Linked DNA regions of Rattus norvegicus: region 2 is linked to region 1. The links are chromatin contacts, called in public Hi-C maps. All regions are on one chromosome and are shown on one strand. The core of a region is the stretch at or near the end of the contact, and the rest is flanking DNA. Distances in the headings are between cores, read along the strand shown. Region 1 holds the start of Net1 (neuroepithelial cell transforming 1). Region 2 has its middle 59 kb from the start of Calml3.

The links. Hi-C and Micro-C count contacts between places; a contact is called where the count stands out from the background.
Region 2: a contact with region 1 is called in a Hi-C map of liver, with 4 times the contacts expected there. The contact joins the enhancer-like site here to the promoter of Net1 in region 1. A contact is called at or near these places in 12 of 12 Hi-C or Micro-C datasets (the A7r5 cell line, the Rat2 cell line, Schwann cells and 7 more).

What each region holds. Positions count from the first base shown.
Region 1 is chr17:71,267,513-71,271,980 of GRCr8, forward strand. Net1 (neuroepithelial cell transforming 1) reads left to right here and starts at 2,721. Exons shown (of 10, transcript NM_001039023.1): 1 at 2,721-2,894. The coding sequence starts at 2,802.
Region 2 is chr17:71,388,093-71,392,064 of GRCr8, forward strand. No RefSeq gene overlaps it. Among named protein-coding and RNA genes, the nearest start is that of Calml3, 59 kb to the left of the region's middle. Within about 2 kb of position 1,824, at least 8 of the 93 cell types and tissues checked have an H3K27ac peak or open chromatin away from gene starts, as enhancers often do. A contact at or near this core is called in liver, where this site is marked.

The DNA of each region.
Region 1 (4,468 bases), core at 1,471-3,970:
TTGCTTCACACAGACTCCACTTTCCCCCTGGGGTCCCAGCTGAAAGAAGGAAATGAAAGCTATCCCTTCCCCTCCTTATCTTGGCCATACTTCACACAGAGCTAAGTGGAAAAACAATTTCGAGAAAACATTGGGTAAGAGACCCAGCCTCTTTCCTAACTCCTACTGCACTTCGTCCTCTCTTCCCTGAGACTGTGTGGCCATAGTACTGGCCTCACTTGCGTTGTTTTTTAACTGAGGAAGTTAACTGTGCCAGACGACTCAATGGGTCCTGGCGTACACTATTTACTCGTATTATCTCGAAGAACTTAAGCAGACCTTTGATCTTACCTGAAAGTCCACAGCGTCCAGGTTCCTCCGAGTAGTGCTGTAAAGAGGCTTCTTATACAAAGAGTCATCCAGCTTTAAGGCTAAGCACATCACATGTCACCTAGGTGTAACCAAGTAACAGGTGATTGACAGAATATAGCAACTCAAAAAGTTCAAAGTTCAAAACAGCAAGATGCTCCCTCCTGTGAGATGCTCGCAGCTGCCTGAATGAGTTAGCACAGGCCTGAGGCCCAGCACTCAGAAGACAGACTCAGAGCCTGGTCCACATAGTGTCTTACAGGCCCCCCTCTCAGGAAAACCACACTGGTAGTCATAGACAGTAGACAGCAATGGCCTTCCCTGGACAAGGTGGCGCTAGGCTGCACATTAGTAAGTCATGCTTTAGTCTCATCTCACTGTTTGCCACTGATTGTCCCCTCCCAGGATTTGCCCCTGTCCAACTGACAGATCTTGAGGTGCTCAGTAAAGAACTGCAGATCTTTCCCTTCCCTCTTCCCCTCTTTCTTGCTTTCTCTCTCTTTAGTTTGCAGAATTCTTTCCCCTGGTGGTCATTCCTCCAGAATTGTACCCCTTAAACTGTGTTTTCATTCAGATTTTTCCTAAGAAAATCCATGCAAATGTCTTCTCCTGAATACCCCTCCTGAATGATTTGTGTGTTCTTGTTGCTTCAAATGCAGTGTGTCAAGATGAAATTTAGTATTTTCTTGCAAAATCATTGTTCTGCTTGTGAAAGTTATTATATGTTTAAAATCCTTGGCATCTTGCCTGTGTCCTTTCCTTCCCCACTGCCCCAACCTGAGGCAAAACTTTATGCCTTGTGAGATTTGCCTGTTTTCCCAGTCACCTTTTAACCACCTTCAATACCTCCAACCCCACATTAGCAACAGGCGTCTGCACTGTCGACAGCCTGCGGCCTTGTAGGAGTCTGTCTCCTCATCCTTGTGCTTCTTACTCAATCCTGTGAAGCAAGAGGCATCGGAGGCCCAGGGAATCACCGCCTTTAGACTTGTCCCTGTGTCAGGCGGGAGGGTGGCCCCGAGTGGCACTTGCTAGCTAGCTGCACAGCTTACTTGGAACTTGCAAAAGCTTCCTTTTCCCTGCCTCCCCATATAGCCTGCCATTACACACTAGGATCTCGGCTATAAGCCTACATTTTATCAGCCAAGTATCTACAGTTGTGCCTTTTCCATACAGGGCTTAGTTTATGCTTGTAAATACTTCACAATAGCCTTGCAGTTTACCAGCATCTCATATCAGCACACTGTTAAGATGGACCTACTGTGCAGAACACACAGGAGGGAGTTCCATTTATCTCAGGTCCTATCTGGAGAAATAATGCCTTTCCATAAAGGAACGTTTTTGCAAAGTCAGCAACTTGCCTCCTGGGTGACTTTCCCTGGGGGGTGGGCTTGTTCTTCCCCTATAAAATGCAACGTTCTGTATGCAGGTCGTTGACCCCGTTAAGACCACATCAAGATAAGTTTAGGGAAGGATCCTGATGTGTGTTTTTATGGCATAAAATGTCTCACACCAAATTGTGAATTGTTAATTTTTTAAAACAGAAATGTCTGGTGACCAGCATACTGAGCCTAAAAATTTGAACTAGCGCAGGCTAGCTTTGCCCAGGACAGGGCAGTCCAGAATAGAGTGAACTGAAGATGCCACTGTGCTTCCGTCAGTCCTCGAATTTTTTGTAAAAGGTGGGGAGGGAAGCAGTAACTACTTTAGTTTTTCAGTGCACAAAGTAACAGATTTACTGTGACATTTTCACTTATGCCTCTCCCCGTTACTCCTCTGTCTCCCCCACCCTCTGCCCCGATAGGAACCTTGTTTTAAGAGGTAGGTAATTTTGCAGCTGTGCTTAAGCCGATGTGCTTAACTGGGCTCTTTTTACTACATAATTTTTTTTTTTTTTGGAGCTGGGGACCGAACCCAGGGCCTTGCGCTTCCTAGGTAAGCGCTCTACCACTGAGCTAAATCCCTAGCCCCACTACATAATTTTTTAACCCAGAAGAAGTCTTTGCTGTTTTTATCCCATACTCAGTCCTCTCCAAGGCACTAATTTTAGAGAAAAGGATCTGTAACTAAGTGCTAGAGAAGCAACTGAGGTGTGTTCCCCTGGCGTTCACTCAGCCTCCTGTGGGCTTCAGCTCTTGCAGTGCAAGTTCCAGTGCTTTTTTTATTGAGAGGGACAGACGCTGCTCACAGCTACGGAGCAGCCTAGGTGCGCCCCTCGGCTGTTATCGGGAGTCACGTGGGTCCTGGCCCCGCCCCGGGCTCCTGAGGTCTGCGTGCGTGCTCGCTGCCTTTGCAGAAGCACAGCGCTCCACCGCGAGCGGGAGGCATGGGCGCATGGCTGCCAGGCCAGGCTGAGCACTCAGAAGAAAAGCCCGGCGTCTTGGCGGTGTTGCCCTGCAGGGCTGACTCGCATGTGGACTAACCCGAAAGACTTGAAGGGACACTTGTAAAGCATGGTGGCGCATGATGAGATCGGAGGTCTCCTGCCCATTAAAAGGACGATCCGGGTCTTAGATGTTAATAACCAGCCCTTCAGGGAGCAGGAGGTAAGAGCAGACCAAAGGAATGTTTTCCAACTCCGCAGAACTTCTAAGACTTTGCAACTTCACTTTTAAACTTTTAACCGTATTACGTCCTAAAATGTATAACTATTATAAGCAAGGCTGAAATGTGTTTAGGAACTGTGGTCTAAGTTTAAGCAAATTTTTTTATATAGCATAGCTAAATTTTGAAAAGTTACATACAAAGGCGATTTTAAATATATTTGAGTCTCTGAGTAAACGTTTCTCGTGTTCGGTATGGTTGTGGTTTTTTTCTAACTGCTGTTACTAAGTCTTGTGGACTGTTTAAGGGAGGAAGGAGAAATAAGAACAAGTGAGTAAAGTCCGACCTGGGATACGTGTTCACTTTGCTTTCCCCATACTTAAGCTTGCCCTCTTTTCCTCCGAAGGGAGGTTTGAGTTCAGAACACTCACCCTCTGCCTGCCTGGCTTTGCTTGAAGTCGTTTTGGCTTTCTCAAATCTTTATAAACATTTATGAAAAAATTATTTTATGAAATTTTATGTAATTTGTGAGTTGTTTGGTGCAGAGGTGTGTCCTGCTGCCTGGTCGCTTCCGTGGTAGAAATGGTTATGGTTTCAGCCTACCAGATCTTTTGATAGTGGTGATTTTGGGGGGGAAGGGGAGACATATGTAATTGTCCATTTTAATTAAACATGAGCAGTTTAATCACATGCCTCAGGGAATGTTTGTTCTACATGCATAGGCTGCCATCTTTGTGTGGGGGTTGATACTGAATTCTGTTATTTGTTTGGGTTCACTTTTCTTACATGTTATAAAATGAATAAGCATTGTCTGGGTAGAGAATGCTTCTTCATACAATTCTGTGAGTGAAAATACCCAAAGGAGCTATCTCTTAGGCCATCAAGGATGTGCATTTTTGTTAGTATGAGACATGGGCTGTTTTCCTGGTCCCTTTACTTGGAGCATTCAAATAACCAGGAACGGAGTCCTGGCTTCAGAACTGGTAACACAGCCCTAATGACCTGAGTGTAAAAGAAGAGAATACTTGGTGATCAAAACTCGTCTTTATCTTTCTCAAGGGAAAAAAAACTTTTTTTATTCTTGTTTTCCTGTTTTTAAAGTTGTTGCCAAGTGAGAGATTATATATGAGCAATCCAAAAGGAATAAAAAAAAAAAAGTACCATGATTCGATTGACTCTACAATATGCCCTGTAGTGAATGACATCATTAGGGGAAAAAAGCTACAAAAAGCTAAATTCCCCCAAGGGTTTCATCCAGCTGCTGGGTTTATCAATAAGATACATCCCAGTAAAGCTTTAAGGTAGACTTAACTCTGCTTATAGATACTCTGGCAATGTCCTAGGACACAGAGTTAGTGGGGGTGAACCATGAGAAGCCCAGGGCTAGGCAGATTCATTCCCTCATGTGATGGACGCGTAGTCTGATTAAAGATTAACTCAGCAAACAGCAGAGCCTCCTGAGCGGCTTTCCCCTTCCAAGTGAACCCTGACCCTCATCACCCTGCAATGGAAGCTCCTTGAGGGTGAGCCTTGTTAGCACTCGTTGTTTATTCTCCCAGATCTGCTGCTTGTCTTT
Region 2 (3,972 bases), core at 574-3,073, 120 kb after region 1:
TTATACAGAAAAGCCCACATGTTCTTGTTTTGCCTCTCTCTCCTCAAGCAAACCCTCAGCCCTTGCACAGTGTGGCCCATTCCACCACCTCTGAGACTCTCAGAGGGTTTCTTAGGATATGTTGATATAAACACCAGCCAAGTACAGTGGCTAGTTTTATGTGTCAACTTGACACAAGTTGTTTGTATTTTGTCTAGGCTCCGCCCCACAGTTACCTGGCAACAGCCAGGTATGCCTGATTCACTATAAAAGGGACTGCTTGCCCCCTCCACTCTTTCTTGTTTTTTCTTTCCTGCTCCTGCTTTCCCCTCACCCCTTCCCCCTCCCCTTTCCATTCCCCCCTCTCTTCACATGCTCATGTCCAGCCTCTACTCCTCTACTTACTCTCTCTGCCTTTCTCTGCCTCTACTACCCTTTTAACTCCCCTCTCCATGCCCTAAATAAACTCTATTCTATCCTATACCATTTATAGCTGGTCCCTGGGGGGAGGATGCCTCAGCATGAGCCTGTTGAGGCACCCCCTTCCCCACACTTCCACCAAAACATATTCCTCCTCTTTATCTTTTTTAAGATTTATTTATTTAATGTATATAAGTACACTGTCTCTGTCTTCAGACACACCAAAAGAGGGCATCAGATCCCATTACAGATGGTTGTGAGCCATCATGTGGCTGCTGGGAATTGAACTCAGGACCTCTGAAAGAGCAGTTAGTGCCCTTAACCACTGAGCCACCTCTCCAGCCCTCTTTTTATAAAACACATCACAAGTTAGAGTCATCAGAGAGTAAGGAGCCTCAGTTGAGAAAAGACCTCCATGAGATCCAGCCGTAAGGTGTTCTCTCAATTAGTGATCAATGGGGGAGGGCCCAGCCCATGATGGATGTTGGTCCTGGGTTCTATACGAAAGCAGGCTGAGCAAGCCATGGGAAGCAAGTCAGTAAGTAGCACCCCTCAGTAAACAACACCAGGGCAACCCACAACATCCCTCCTTGGCTTCTGCATCACCTCCTGCCCCCAGAATTCAGCCCCGCTTGAATTCCTGCCCTGACTTCCTTTGGTGACGAACAACGTTGTGGAACTGTAAGCTGAATAAACCCTTTTCTCCCCAACTTGCTCTTTGGTCACGGTGTTTCGTCAGAGCAATAGAAAGTCTAAGATACTAAGTTTGAACAGAAAAGCTCCAGTGGGTGAAAATGAGTCTGGGAACATAGTTCACTCCGTGAACTGTTTGCCTAGCATTCAGGACCCCTAGGCCTGATCCCCATCACCCCATATACCCAGCACAGTGGGTGGCACACACCTGTAATCTCAACCCTTGAGATTCGAGCAGAAGGATCAGGAGTTCAAGGTTATCCTCATAGCAAACTGGGGACCAATCTGAGCGACACATGAACCTTTGTTAAAGAGGAAGAGGGAGGGTCAGGGGAGAAGGGGAGAGAAACCATAAAAATGCAAAATTTCAGAAAGGAAGGGGCTAAAGAAAGAATGAAGGGTGATTATGCTTCATGGTGGTTGCCCTTTTCCCCCAACTTTCTTCATCCGAACTTCCTTGAGTTTCCTTCAAGAGCTCTCGGGAAGTGCAGGCCCGTGCTCACTCCTGCCTGGGCAGGTCTCCCTGGCCACCTTGGGTTGTAGCAAAGGCAAGATAAGGAGACCCATTACCCTCTTGGTTTTGTTCTTGCTACCCAGTGTGAAGTAAACAAGAACGTTCTTAATCTTGGTTGTGCAGAGGAGGAAATGAGAGCCCTGAGGGGTCAAATGCATTGCTCAGGTCACTCAGCAAGTGAGTGGCTGCTGCCAGGATCTGGCCAGGGTCCCAGGCTTGTGGCCTCAGTCTCTGGCAGTGACCTCAACCGCAAATGTGTTTTTCTCCACAGAGCCCTGTGTTCTGAACTCCACAACTTGACCACCAGTACAAATGGTCCCAAAATCCTTATAATTCCACATACTTGGGACAACAATCTAATCATAACAGTGTCTGACCTTTCCTGGGCCTTGAGTACACACGGGTCCTTTTCTGAGCATTTTATATTTATTATCTTCTTTAACCCTGGTAACGATCTCCCATAAGGAAACATGTCAAGGTTAATAGCTTTACACACACACACACACACACACACACACACACACACACACACACAGACACACACATACACAAACACACACAGACACACACACACACACACACACACACACACACACACACACACACACACAGGCTCATGAAGCCTGCATTCAAATACAAATTAGGACTGGGTATGTAGTTCATTTGGTAGAGTGCCTGCCTGGAGTGTAGGAAGCCTGGGTTTTGGTCCTCAGGACTGCATAGACTGGGTATAGTGGCACACTCATGTAATCTTAGCATTCAGGTGGTCAAGGCAGGGTGACCAAAAATTCCAGGTCATTCTTTGCTGTGTAGAGAACTCCAGGCCACCCAAGACACCTGGTTTTTAAAAAAGAAATTCTCACCAGAGAAAGTACAGTCCTACAAAAGAGATCTAGGATCCCAGGATAGAGTTGTCCTGAACAGTGCTGTGTTCAGGCCTGGATCGTTGCAGAAATCTCCAGAGAAACCTTCAGTCAAACAGGCTTCCAGGCCTCATCCTGAACCTTCATTCGAATGTGAGCAGAAGCAGGTGTTTTGAAGAGGCCCACATATTACACACATCTGAAGAAGAGCCAAGTGTGGAATCTCAGTCAAGAGCCCCGGGGAGGTGAAGGCTGGAGGCTGGAAAGGATCCTATGACCAACAGAACCCTTGTCTGGGAGCCACAGTAAGAAGAAAGGTTCCAAGGAGAGATATGGCACATCGGAGGTCAAGCTTTACAGGAGAAGGGCCACTGTTGGGAGAGGCTGTTCCCTACCATGAACACAGAGGGCCAAGGGAAAGGAGGCCACATTGTTCCGACAGGGAGCTCAGACCTGGCGTGCCCCGTGCCAGGTCACCTGGTAGCACCACAGGGCTGGCTGGGCTTGGAGGGAAGGGTGCATCCCCACTTTGAAGCCACTGGGGCGTACTTCCTCCCACCACAGCTGAGTGCCCTGGACTGGCCACAGGGACACGAGACAGAGTTTGGCTCACCTCGATTGTGCGCATCCCATACAGCAGAGCCCGGAGCACAGGTTAGAAAGGGCCCAGAGCTGTGGGTGGCCTTTTAGGGTCTGCCCACAACAGGTCACAGGGAGGCCTAGAGAGCCGTGTTAGCATTCCAAGCTGGGACAAAGATCTAACCAGGCCTAGTGCTAGGCCCCCAGTACAAAAAACGTGAGCCCTGTACATCTAAGGGCCAACCTTTGTTCTCAGGACACAGGAGGAGACAGATTATTAACACTCCTAGATGGTAGAGTTGGACAGAGGATTCTGGGAGATAGATACATCCCATAAATACCATAAGTATAAATAAGCCAAATGTTATAGTATTTTATTATTTGAGTAAATTAATATTTAATACTAACTCACTTTGAGTTTTGCAAAAACAGAGAAGGGGGCCCTCTACTGGCCGTGGCTGGGATGCCTGTTCTGAAAGCCTGGTAGGGTCTAGGTGCAAACTAGAGTCGTCTTCCCAGGCATCTACCCGGTGCAGGCCACCTTTGATTCCTTACTTTAAGACCTCTGTGGGAAATGCGTGACAGAGGTGAGGGGTCTTGCAGATGTACTAGGCATGGGGGCACAGGCCTGAAATGTCAACATTTGAGAAGTTGATTCCCATGACTCATGGATGAAGACCAGCTTGGGCTATACAGCAAGCTCTAGGCCTGCCAGAGTTACGTAGTAAATTCCTGTCTCAAAAATTAGCAAGAGTCTTACAGATCTGGACCGCTGAAGCCTGAACAGTCAGTTTGGGCAGGGAGGGGGAGGGGCTGAATGTGACTTTTTTTTTTTTTTTTTCCCCCCCGGAGCTGGGGACCGAACCCAGGGCCTTGCGCTTCCTAGGTATGCGCTCTACCACTGAGCTAAATCCCCAGCCCCTG